Regions from separate parts of the Mus musculus genome. Here all the other regions are linked to region 2. A link is a contact called in public HiChIP or PLAC-seq data. All regions are on one chromosome and are shown on one strand. The core of a region is the stretch at or near the end of the contact, and the rest is flanking DNA. Distances in the headings are between cores, read along the strand shown. Region 1 has its middle 29 kb from the start of 1110002O04Rik. Region 2 overlaps Hs6st1 (heparan sulfate 6-O-sulfotransferase 1). Region 3 overlaps 1110002O04Rik (a long non-coding RNA gene).

The links. HiChIP or PLAC-seq counts read pairs in DNA pulled down with a chosen protein or histone mark.
Region 1: a contact with region 2 is called in an H3K27ac HiChIP or PLAC-seq map of embryonic stem cells, with 8 read pairs. The contact joins two enhancer-like sites. A contact is called at or near these places in 1 of 15 datasets of contacts at CTCF or cohesin (the NIH/3T3 cell line), 12 of 484 Hi-C or Micro-C datasets (B cells, the G1E-ER4 cell line, bone marrow-derived macrophages and 7 more) and 14 of 115 datasets of contacts at active chromatin or transcription factors (bone marrow-derived macrophages, double positive thymocytes, embryonic forebrain and 7 more).
Region 3: a contact with region 2 is called in an H3K27ac HiChIP or PLAC-seq map of embryonic stem cells, with 5 read pairs. The contact joins two enhancer-like sites. A contact is called at or near these places in 6 of 115 datasets of contacts at active chromatin or transcription factors (embryonic hindbrain, embryonic midbrain, embryonic stem cells and 1 more).

What each region holds. Positions count from the first base shown.
Region 1 is chr1:35,839,038-35,843,229 of GRCm38.p6, reverse strand. No RefSeq gene overlaps it. Among named protein-coding and RNA genes, the nearest start is that of 1110002O04Rik, 29 kb to the left of the region's middle. Within about 2 kb of position 1,474, at least 9 of the 459 cell types and tissues checked have an H3K27ac peak or open chromatin away from gene starts, as enhancers often do. A contact at or near this core is called in the G1E-ER4 cell line, embryonic stem cells and induced pluripotent stem cells, where this site is marked.
Region 2 is chr1:36,085,988-36,090,456 of GRCm38.p6, reverse strand. The region is part of intron 1 of Hs6st1 (heparan sulfate 6-O-sulfotransferase 1); the gene reads right to left. Among named protein-coding and RNA genes, the nearest start is that of Hs6st1, 20 kb to the right of the region's middle. Within about 2 kb of position 2,011, at least 126 of the 459 cell types and tissues checked have an H3K27ac peak or open chromatin away from gene starts, as enhancers often do. A contact at or near this core is called in the G1E-ER4 cell line, embryonic stem cells and induced pluripotent stem cells, where this site is marked.
Region 3 is chr1:35,877,354-35,881,219 of GRCm38.p6, reverse strand. 1110002O04Rik (a long non-coding RNA gene) reads right to left here. Exons shown (of 4, transcript XR_373312.4): 2 at 1,248-1,511; 3 at 392-538; 4 at 55-276. Among named protein-coding and RNA genes, the nearest start is that of 1110002O04Rik, 9.3 kb to the right of the region's middle. Within about 2 kb of position 2,604, at least 73 of the 459 cell types and tissues checked have an H3K27ac peak or open chromatin away from gene starts, as enhancers often do. A contact at or near this core is called in embryonic stem cells, where this site is marked.

The sequences.
Region 1 (4,192 bases), core at 225-2,724, 250 kb after region 2:
TTAGGGGTTCCAGTGTAGACTGAAGACTGGCAGTCATCTAGGAATCTTCCAGGACTCCAGCATCAGCTTGCAACTGCTGAGACACTCAGGCTCATGGACCAAACAACTACCAGATGTTTGGTCCCTGTCCATCTGGAGACAGCCACTGTTGGGATACTTCATCCATAGCCTGTAAGCCACCTTAATAAATCCCCCTTTAGTAAGTACAAATGTATGAATGTTTGTATGCATTCTATCATCTCTGCCCCTTTAGAGAACCTTAGCACAGTCTATATGGAGACCTGAGCAATCTTATCAGGAGATGTACACCTTGCGTTTTGAGATAGGTTCTCTGCTTGGCCTGGCGCTCACTGATTGGGCTAGGCTAGGTGGCCAGTGAGTTCTAGGGATCTGCCTGTCTCTCCCCCACACCCCAACTCCACATCACTGACATCACATGTATGTGTACAGACACAGCGCCAGACTCTTCTTTTTTTTTTTAATGTGGGCCCTGGGGACTGAAGTCAGATTCATAGCCGTGTACAGGATATACTTCATCTGCTGAAATCCTTCTCTATATTTCTATGTCCCTTTGAAAGGAAGCTGCTAGCCCTTAGTCTCTGATCACTATGACTAATGACATTTCCTTAAGAAGAAACTTCTCTTCCACTTTCTTAAATTTCAAGCACTGTCCTTGTCTGGACAGGCAAGAAGTCCAATACATGCCCATAGCTCACCAGGAGGACCAACCCTGGCCCACAGAGATGATCTTTGCATCCCTGACCCACCAAAGATGATCCCTTGTGTCTCTCCAGCATCTTGCTTTTCTTTTTGTTTCTAGGGTCAAGGTCACAAGATTTAAGTCTCGCTCACAGTTGATGAACTTGTTTCACAGTTGTTTTATTCATCTTTACTTCTTGAGACCTCAGTTTGCCCATGTATAACATGCTGTCCTGTCCCTGCTTGTTCTCATAATGGAGGCCAGGATCCTGTGAGGTCTCTCTGAATTGTCTGGGTATGGCTAGGTTATGATGAATGACCATTCTTTGGTGGTCTCAGTTTTCTCCACCCAAACATTGGGATAATAAAAGCAGATCCCTCAGGGGTGATGTGAGGATTCTGGGCACCCAGAATTAGGCTCTCTTTCCCCATCAAGAACTCAGCCTGTGACAGGCGCAGGTGACTCAAATCTCCCCATGACACTCAGGGTCACTCCAAGTCAGGAGTTTGTTTTGCTTATTCAAGTATGGCTAACTCTCCCCTAGAATACACAAGCATCCAGTAAATACTCTCTCATGCATAGTACTGGAGGCAAAAGCCGATTGGGTAAAAACAGATCATTCTTGGTGCTCTGCCCTTGGGCGTGTGTATTTACATAACATTTGTGTATTAACATAATGCAAGGACTTCTGTCCCACTAGGTGAGCTCTCCACACCCCACCCCTTAGCTATTCTGGAAGGCCACTATGTGGTAGTTACTCCACTGTTTGGGAAACCTCTCCCTCTTCCCCTGTTGCACCTCCCCTAGTCACTCTGTCAGCATGGAAGAGAACAGGGCTACAAGCCTGTTTGGGAAGAAAGCCCCACACCAGCTCACTGGACTGTCTCAACAGCCTGGTTCTCCTGTGGCTCCACCAACTCTTCCTAAGCTACTCTGTTAGGGTCCAGGGATGCTCTGTGAGTGTGAAACATGGACACCCCACTCCTGGTAGGAAACGTGACCTACAGTGGTGCTCTCATGAGCTTATGCCAGGAAGTTGGTGGTACTCGACCTAGATCACAGGAACACAGCTTTTCCCTCCTGGAGGTTTAGCAGTGGCACCTTATTTTGGACCTTCTGACACTCCTATACCCATGGGACCATGCCACCCCAACTTCTGCATACCTCCATTGTTGTATTCTTCTGACACCTTTTTTTTTGGTAGGGACCCTGTGATCACATGCAGAAACCCTAGTTCTCTCCTCTTACCAGCATGACTTTACACTCATCTGCAAAACCAGTTCATCACTGACATTTTTTTTTTTTAATATTCCCAGGCTCAAGTTGAATTTGTCTCCTTTGTGGTAGTACTGGGAAGTAAGAACCTTGAGGAGTGGTGATTATATCTTGGGGCATCTCCTAAGCACCGTGATGTTCTCATAAGAATGAGTTAGTTATGGTGGATCTAGTTATTGCAATGCAAGCCTGCCCCTCCTGCTTTGCTGCTTCTGTGGGTGCCTGCCTCACATGCCTATTGTAGGAGCCCACTGCATATGCTTAATGTGTAAGCACACTGCACATGCCTACTGTTCAGGCCTACTACGCATGCCCACTGTGCATGCCTACTGCACTTCTTTCTTCCTTAGTGACCTTGATCATATTCTTCAACTTCCAGACCTTGGAGCCAAGGTAAGCCTCTATGCTGTAAATCTTTCTGAGTTCAGGAACCCTGTGTGTATGAGCTTCTGTTTAGAGAACCCAGAAATTAGGACTTACTATGGCAGGGTTGTTTTATTCATCTGTCACGAGGACTCTGTAGTTTTCAAAATGCACCCATAGAAAGACAGAAGTACAGAGGGAGCTGGGAGCTGGGAGCTGGGAGCTGGGAGCTGGGAGCTGGGAGCTGGGAGCTGGGAGCTGGGAGCTGGGAGCTGGGAGCTGGGAGCTGGGAGCTGGGAGCTGGGAGCTGGGAGCTGGGAGCTGGGAGCTGGGAGCTGGGAGCTGGGAGCTGGGAGCTGGGAGCTGGGAGCTGGGAGTTAGGAGTTGGTTCAGTGGGTTAAGAGCACTTGCATAGCAAAAGAAGCACCTGAATTAAAATCCAGCCCCAACTTAAAAAAAATCACACATAGCTGCACGTTCCTTGTATTACACTTTAAAATAAAGTTTGTTGTGATAAAACACACTCGAACCAAAGAAGCTTGAAGAAGGGCTTATTTTTGTCCATAGTCCACCTTAATGGAGAAATCAAGACATCAGCACCTTGAAGTGGCTGGTAACATTATATATACAGTTAAAAGAAGGAGAAAAAAATGAATGGCCTCTACTCAATTCCATCTTCCATTTAGACACTTTAAGATCCCAGTCAGGGAATGGTGTCATTCAATCACAGTGGGCAGACGTTCCCACACGAAAGTAATCAAGATAATCTCTCATAGGCATGCTCAGAGGCTCATATCCTGGCTGAAGCCAGATTTTTGTCAAGCTGACAATTAAACACTAACCATCCCTTGCCTGTGACCCCACTGTTCAGTGGTAGACATGGGGAGATCCCATTATCTCGATGGCTAGTCAGCCTAGCCAAAATGGCCAGCTTCCAGTTCAGTTAGAGACCCTGTCACAAGGTATTAAGGCAGGGAGGGATGGAGGAAGACACTTGGTGTCCTTCTTTGGTTTCTGCATGTGGTCATATGACATATACATTCATGCGTACACACTAACTGCCCCACCCCCACCCCCCACATGCTGACCTCTCCTCCCATAAAATAGTCAGCATAGAGGGAGTGGACACTGGAATTTATATAGGCATGCTGGAAACATGGCTGTTTTCTAGCTGCTTTTTCTAGACTGAAGCGCCCCCTCCTGGACGGAGGAAAGAGGCTCATCAAAGGTAAGACACACTGAGGAAAAGCACAGGGCTCCGGAAGGTCAGAAAGTCAAGAGACTCAGAAGTGCCCCCTTCAGGCTTATAAAGGCAGTCAAGAATTGCTAGAGAAGGAGACTCTCCAGGAGAGTTGCCTGCAAGTTGTGCAGAGAGCTCTGGGGAATGCAGCTTTTGTGAGTCATCGCCTGGGCTTTTCCATGATGCAGCTGCCATTAGGTCCGCCATACTTTCTGTAAGTAACCTCAATAGATGTACTAGGCCATCAAGCTACACTCACACCCCGGGTCTATCATCTGCGTTCTATCCAGGTTGAATAGCCTTGTTCAGATCTCCCCAGGAAAAGTCACACAACCTACTTGACACTCAGAGATGAACGGAATCAAAGGTGAGTTGCGAGAATCAGGTGCATGACCCCTGTGATGGATCATAAGACATGAAAATGAGGCTGATCTCAAGTGAGTGAAGCACTCATATATGAGAGAGAGAGAGAGAGAGAGAGAGAGAGAGAGAGAGAGAGAGAGAGAGAGAACAATCACAATAAAGCTATAGTTCCCCAAGTGGTACAGCATGTGATAGGAAAGAGATACTTGCTGCCTGAAATAGCTGCTAGAATCTGCAGCTAACACCAAGCA
Region 2 (4,469 bases), core at 762-3,261:
ATACTTAGTTGGCTTCTAAGGTGTTCTTAGTCCTCCTCCCCTTTCTCACTCTGGCCTGGGCAGTACCACACAAAGTCCTTTCCCCAGTTCCTAAATCCCAGGAAGGGTGTTGAAGGCAGTGTAGCCTAGAAGGCCTTAAAGTACTTTGAGAAGTCAGGCTTACAATAAGGTAGGGCAGTCCCCACAAGGAAGGGGTTAACAGGGAACAGCTAGAACAGGGAAGTGGGAGGTAGGGCAAGCACAATAGGGACTTAGCCCAGCCAGCGCCCCAGGCCCTCCTACTGAACTAGGACAGGCCAAGGGGAGCCAGAGAATCATCCAGGCTGGCCTGGACAGGCACAGGCTTGGCTGGCTCTAGACCCCCACGGCTTTGACCTGCTCTGGCTGGGAGCAGCGAGGCTTCTGAAATGTCAGGAACGCTCTAAGCTTCTGGCTCATCTGTCCTCTGGATACTTCTGTCAGGCGTGGGCACAACCACACCCGCCAGGGTCGAGAAGCCAGGGACCACACTTCTTGGGAGTAGCTGTGAGAGTTCACTTTGGGTAGGATGCTGGGGCCCTCAACGGCTCGGGGAGGCTAAGAGTTGAATGGGTAGATTGAGACACACAGTTGTTTTCATATGCAACAGCAGCAAATGGGGCCTAGCTATTCCATCAGGTATGGGGGAGGGAAGTGGGGGGAGGGACTAGACCCCAGACTGGGATGCAAAGGGCTAAAGGCTCAGCCCCTGACATGGGGGGAGTGACTCAGAAGGGCAGTGGGAGGAGCATGTGGTGTGGTGTCAGCTGACCGGGCTCCCAGTGGAAACAAGACTTGACTCAGGAGAAGCCTGAGAGAGGAGGTGACACTGTGGGCAGCTTGCAGCTGGGAGTTGTGACCTGGCCCTTCATCTATCCCTGTCACTACTGCTCCTCCTGTGATGGGGGACATACCCAGCTACAGTGTTCCCATGCTTCCTGGTAGTAAGGAGGTGGAAGGCAGAGAGGCTGAGCTGTGTGTGCACCCTACATTGTGAGACCTGAGTCCCTGGGCTAAGCAGAGATGCATGAGATCTGGAGATGGGGGGAATCTGCTCACGGAGCAGGGCACCACAAGTCCCGGATTGCAGAATGTGAGGCACCCAGTGCCCATCTCACGCAGCAAGAGCACAGAGCTGCAGCTCAGGGTTCCCGTGCCATGCTGTAGCCATATGGCCCCACTATGTCTGCCACTGGCTTTGTCTTCTTATGCTTCAGGGCGGAGGCCTGTCCCTGCAGTCCTCAGATCTGTCTCAAGTGCAAAGGGTGCCTCTGGGAACACACAGACCCTTTTGCACCCTGGATTGGGTATAGGTGACACTGAGGTCACTTGGCCCTTTTCGGAGAGGACGCCTCAACCTTGGCCCTGCCGGCCCTCCGGGGCTCTGGAAGGCAGGTCCCAGCTCTGCCACTGGGCCATCACTAAAGCTCATGTCATTTTTCATTTTAACTAAATCTATACGGCTATTATGGTGTGCATTTGTGTATGGTGTGTGTGTGCATGTCATGGTGCCTGTATAGAGGGCAAAGGGCAACTCTGTGGAGCTCTTCTCTCTCCCCTGCCTGCACAGCGAGCATATTTGCAAATGTCCTCCCCCCAATCCCTGCTTCTCTCTCTTCTTTAAAAAGAAGGGCCCTACAGATCACTCTCACCCAGGGGAGCACCTGGAGTCTTTGGTGCAGCTGCAGCCGCACCCCTCTGTACAGCCTCCACGGGGGCCCACCCCAGCACTGCAGACACACACCACAGCACACACCTCACCATGCTACTCTGAAGCCAGCACAGGCTACACACGCCAGGGCCCCACCCCACACCTGTCTTAGAAGGGAGCACTGCTCTTTGCCAGGGCCTGCTTCAGGGTCCTGCACACACCAGGCCTAGCTGTGCTGTTTTTCTTTCCTGCTTTGTTTCTCTACTAGTCTGGCCCCATGGGGCCTGGGCAGAATGAGGCCTCATCTAAGCCTCTGAGGTGAGGCTTGGCATGAAGCCTACTGGCCAACCATCCCAAAGCCACTCCCTAGAGCCGAGAGCAAATTACTGGCAGGGACTGTCTTCAGCAAGCACTGGGTGAGTGGGGAGTGGGCGTGGGGGAGGGAAGCCCTGGGTGGTCAGAGCGGCAGAGAAAGAGCTGGAGAACAGAAACTGGGAGAGCTGCACCCCAAGGTTCATGTCTTCTAAGGTCTCAGCCTCTGGGTGTGTGCAGAAAGACCAGAGCAGCCCAAAGCAGGCACCAGTTAAGTGTCAGATTCCCTTCCCTGACATATACCCTGTTTGTATTGGGACCAGCCTTGGCCTGACACTTTAAAGGAAACAAGAACTAACTAGCCAACACAAAGACACAGACAGACGCACGCACACGCGCGCATACACACACACACACACACACACACACACACACACACACACACATACACACACACACACACACACACACACACACACACCACACGGGAGTGGCCTGCTGTTGAGTGTGTAAAGGGCTCTGTACTGACTCCTGACTGCCCTGGAACTGCTGTGAGCGGTGCAGTTGGCTGGGTTAGAGACCCTGTGGTATCCGGGTCAGCAGCCCAGGACTCAGAAGCCTCTCCAGCCCTTGGCCACCCTGCACGGGGCTCCCTGATAAACCAGGTCTCTAAGGCTTTGGAGATGACAAGCAAGACAAAGACATGAGGGTGGGCTCAGGCCACCAGTATGAGAAGTTAAGCCCTCTGCGTGCCCGTGAATTGGCTTGTGGGACTGTTAAGAGCCAGGTAGGGAGAGGGGAAGCTGCCGGGAAAGGGCTCTGGGGCATCAGAAACAAAACAAGGACACCCACTTGCCCACTCCAGTCGACATAATCCCAGAAATAGGCAAGAAAAGGAAATAAAAGCCATACAAACAAGAAGAGACAAGTCAAGTTATGTCTGCAGAGGAACTGTTTTATATACAGAAGCCCCCAAACAACGGGAGCGGAGAGAGAACTACAACCGACGGACTCGGCAATGTCGTAGGATATAAATTTAAAAGTCGGTTTTACATACAAGCAATAAACAACCTGAGGAGGAAATGAACAAAGTGACGACGTTTACAGCCGCGTCAAGAGTAAGCGTAACCAAGGAGCTGGAAGATTTGTATACCGAGAGCTGTAGTCCACGAGAGACAGACAGACGTGAAGACTGGCACGGACAGAAGCAGCAGCTAGTGCTGAGGGACTAGAAAACCTAACCAGATCTACGGATCGGATCGGCAGAGGTTTATACCGCTCGTAACTACAAACTGCTTTCTGTGTATGTGGAGCTCATCTGAGTCTCATGGAAGACATCTCAAATAACCACAGTATGTCATAAAGAGCAAAGTTAAAGGACGTATGTGCCAAAACTTAACTAGAAAACGGTGGTAATCAAAACCCTGTGATACTGGCACAGAGATAGACAGACACACACACTCACTCACACACACAAACTGTACCCCCCCCCCCAACAATGATTTAACAAAAGATGTTAAGGCCATTCTTAGGGAAAGAGATGGAGACCTAGGCAACCATTTCCTACAGAATAAATCTGAAGTTTGCCTGCGACGTTTTTGAATAGGAACGGCCCCCATAGACTCATGTGTTTAAATGCTTGGCCCATAGTAGGTGGCACTATTAGAAAGTGTGGCCTTGTTGGAGGAAGTGTGCCACTGTGGATGCTGGCTTTGAGGCCTAGTGGGGGAGTTTCCTCCTGTCACTTGTGGATAAAATGTAGAACTCTCAGCTCCTTCTTCAGCACCATGTCTGCCTGCGTGCTGCCATGTTTCCCGCCATTATGATAATAAACTAACTCTCTCAAACTATAAGCCAGTCCCAGTTAGAGGTGCTGTGGTCATGGTGTCTCTTCACAGATGTAGAAACCCTAATTATACCCTAAGATATCACCTCAACTCACCTTGTAGGATTGGGGCTTGGAGCCAGGGCCTGGTATAGGCTAGGCAAGTGCTTAGCCTTTACCATGAGTCCTTGGAATTTTGTCTTCCTTTACATATCAAAACCAATGCTAGAAGGATCATTGAAGAGCCCAAACATAAATCAACACTGGGGGAAGTTTATTAGGTTGGACTTGGTGATGATTTCTTAGAAAGGCAAAGGAGACAAACTAGGCTTCATTGCAATTAAAAACTTTTGTAAGGCTAAGTCATCAACAGAGTGAAAAGACAATCCATGCTGAATAGGAGAAAGTATTTGCAAATGTTGTATTCGGTAATAAATCGATATTCAGATATCCATCATATATAAAGAACTCTTATGACTTAATAAAACACCAACAACCCATTGAAAAATGGTAAAGAAGCTGAATAGACATTTCTCCAAAGATATACAAATGGCTAAGAAGCATATAAGATGCTCACCAGAAGTGTGTATAAGAGGACTGCTAACCCAAAGCCCAGTGAGAAGACTGGCAAGATGGCCCAGTGGGTAAATCTCATGACACACA
Region 3 (3,866 bases), core at 1,355-3,854, 210 kb after region 2:
TGCGTCCCAAGTGCTGGGATTACAGGCGTGTGCCACCACTGCCTGGCCTTTAGTGTCTTTTCTTGTTGCTGTGATAAGATATGCTGACAAAGGATGTTTAGGGGAGGAAAAGTTTATTTTAAGAATCACGTCACCTGACCAGAGTGGGGCAATCCTGAACTTTGGAATGGCTGTCTCTGTCCCTGTGACTCCATACAATCTTCTGGCTGGAAGTGAGATGTGAAGCATTTTCCATCATGTTCTGCCTTCTCTGATGGCCAGCTCTCTGAACAAAGCCTAATGGAAAGCCTCATGATTGTCTCTAATCATTTGCCTTTGTGGTGCAAGCAACATGAGCTCCAGAATTCTGGATCTACTCGTTGGAAGCAATGCTGGGAACAGTTCAGCTAACCTTCACAGCCCCTGGGAGGTGGGTATCAGTGCCAGCTTACAGAGGAAGCCTTCAGGGTCCAGTGCTCAGCACTTCTGGTGCACCCAGGTGGGCAGTCTACTCTCTGGAGGCGTGGCCTGCAGTCCCAGGCTCCACTCACACCCATGCCTGTGGGTAGAAAGTAAAGGACAATCCACATAAAACCTTGTAAATGATGGAGACAGGATATCACCATCTCCTGTGATACAGCTCCTATATACATCTCCATCATTTACAAGCTATCTGATATGAGATTTGCAGTCCTAGAAGACATCAGGCTTCTGGAGAAAGACTTCAAGTTTCTGGTGGTGTGTGTGTGTGTATGTGTGTGTGTGTGTGTGTGTGTGTGTGTGTGTGAGAGAGAGAGAGAGAGAGAGAGAGAGAGAGAGAGAGAGAGAGAGAGAGAGGTGGTGGTAGTTTTAATAGGAATGGCCCCCATAGGTTAATTTATTTGAATGTTTGGTCATTAGGAAATGGTGCTAATGAGATTAGAAGCCTTGGCCTTATTGGAGGAATCATGTCACTGTAGGGCGGGTTATGGGGTTTCAAAAGCCTACACCAGTCCCAGAGTCTCTCTTCTTGCAGATCTGGATGTAGAACTCTCAGCTCCCTCTCTCACATCATGTCTGTTTGCTTGCCACCAGGCTGATGATGGACCAAACCTCTGAAACTGTAATCTAGTCCCAATGAAATGCTTCCCTCAGTGAGAGTTGCCATGATCATGGTGTCTCTTCACAGCAATAGAACACTGACTAAGACAGGGTGGCTGGACTCACAGCTGTCACGGATCCCTGCTGGAATGGAAAGGCCCCTCCCAGCCATGGTTTTCCCCACTTACAGAATGGAGATGGTGTCACAATCTGCAGAGTTGCAGGTCACAGGGCTGATAGTCAATTGTCATCGGTATCAATCTGCAGCCGGTGAACTATTCCGCAGCAGCTGCTGCTGTCTGAGCTTAGCTTCCCTGTCTGTAAAACGCGAGCACAGACCTAGCAGGCTGGGAGTGGGTTGACTCGCAGCTAAAGTGGAGCCTATGATCTCAGCCTCGGATGTCAACATTGGCAGGCTTCTCTGTACTCATGGAGAGAATATGTAGAGGCTCCTGCCAAGAAGGGGGAAAAATTGGATTTGCCCACATGCACCCGGCCCACTGATCTGTCTTCAGAGACAGAATGAGGAAACTACCTCTTTGATCCAACACTATTTTTATCTGCCTCTGAACAGTGCTAATGCTGCATTAAGTGTGCTGTGTGGAGAGGGGCCATCATCAGGCTGAAATGAGGGCGATCATTGTCCTGGTCCTATAAATGGCATATCTTGTCTTTGTGGATGGTGCTGGTGGGGGTCCAGATTTAGGCCACCTGCTGATGGATCTGAGCAACGGCATCCCTGCTCATGTGCCACAGGCACTGTCCAGTTGGGGAAGGAGGCTATGATGGTTTGTGTTAGCTGTCAGCCTGACATAGTCTACAATCACCTGGGAGATGGGCCTCTGAGAACAACTATGAAGGAGTATCTTATACTCATTGCTGAGAGAAGACCCCCTCACTGAGAGTGGAACCATCTCTCTGGGTTGGGTATAAAGAACTATATAAAAATGGAGATTATGAGCTGAGCTGTAGCATTCATTCATTCATTCATTCACTCACTCACTCACTTGTTGCTCTCAGTTCTTGACTGTGGGGGTGACTTGACCAGTAGATTCAAGTTCCTCCCACCTTGAATTCTCAACTGTGGTGGACTTGATTGATTGGGTTATTTTTTACCCTTTGAAACTAAGGCAGAGGCAGGGATGTCTATGGAGGAGGAAGGCCTGGTGGGTATCTGAGCTCTCTAAGGTCTCTTCTCTACTCTCCTGTCCCTAGCTTGGTGACAGGCTTTTCATGCATGCTTGTCACTCCATTATATCTTTTGCCATCAGGATCTGTTTGGGGAAAGGCTGCTGGGCCCCTGCTTATCCAGAGACTTGTGTATTTGTGGGCCACCTGTTTTGGAAAGGGAACAAACAGAAGGGTAGCTGTGTACTGGGCCTTGTGATCAAGGATAAGTACATGGAGAAAAGTGGGAATACATGGCTGTCACTCAAGCTGTGTGCCATTCTGCCAAGTGTGGCAGCTCTCCAGACAGAGATGGCTTAGGATCGAGTGTGACGAGACTGACTGGGTCACAGAGTGCCTGCACACATTAGGCGTGTCTGAGTGGGTGACCCGCCTTTGAACCAGGGAGTTGGACAGAGCAACTGAGTTCTCAGTGTGGGTGGACCTCATCCAATCAGCCAAAGGTCTCAAGAGAATGGAGTCTGAACAATGGGACATGGCCTGACTGCCTTGGCCCAACACTGGTCTTCTTGACTGGACTCAGATGCTAGTTTTCCTGGGTCTTGAGCCCACTGCCTTTGTGCTGGAGAGACAGTGTTGTCTCTCTCTGTTCTTATACATTTAGACAAGGATAGAATTCACACCAGCTGCTGTCCTGGTTCTCCAGCTTGCCAGTTGTTGTGGATAGCCCTGGGGCTAATTATATTTGATGTTAAATCTGTTCTCCTGTGAGGGGTTTCGAACAAGGAATGAGTCAGCACTCAGGTGATTTCCTGTAAACCTGCTTCCCACCTTAATTTGTAAAATAAAGGAAAGCTGATGATTGGGCAGATAAAAGAGAAGGTGGAGCAGAAGGGGAGAAAGAAGGAGAAAATGGAAGAGGGAGAGAGGATGCAGAGGAGGAGGGGGAAGAAGAAGAAAGAAGAAGGAGAAGAAGACGAAGAAGAAGAAGAAGAAGAAGAAGAAGAAGAAGAAGAAGAAGAAGAAGAAGAAGAAGAAGAAGAAGAAGAAGAAGATTCATCCATGACCAAAAGTGGCTTGGGGGAGGGAAGGATTTATTTGGCTTAAAGATCATGAGTCACAGTCCATTGAGGGAAGCCAAGGCAGGAACTCAGAACAAGAATCTGGAGGCAGGAGCTGATGCAGAGGTCGTGGAGAGGTGCTACTTACTGGCTTGTTCCCCATAACTCACTCAGCCTGTTTTCTTATAGAACCCAGAACCATCATTGGAGAGATGACCCCACCCACAGTAGACTGGACCCATAATTTAAAAATTGAGCTACAGGTTTGCCTACAGCCAGATCTTAGGGAGTCATTTTCTCAGTTGAGATTCTTTTTTTCTCAGATGACTCCAGCGTGTGCCAAGCTGACATAAAACTAGCCATCAGATGAGCCATTCTACCATTCCTGAACTGGGTCTTGAAAGAGGGCTTGGCACACTATGGAATATAGAAACACTCTTGTAGGGATAAGACAACAGCTTTCACTATCCCGAGGGGCCATATTTTGATCAGGGAAGGAGACAAAAAGGATGTGGGTAGAGCCTAAGAGGGAGGTAGGTGTGGTGCTCTAAGCTGGACAGATGTCTGTCTGATGTCTTAGCTGGACAGGGCTGTTGACAATGCAGTGGGTTGTGTGGT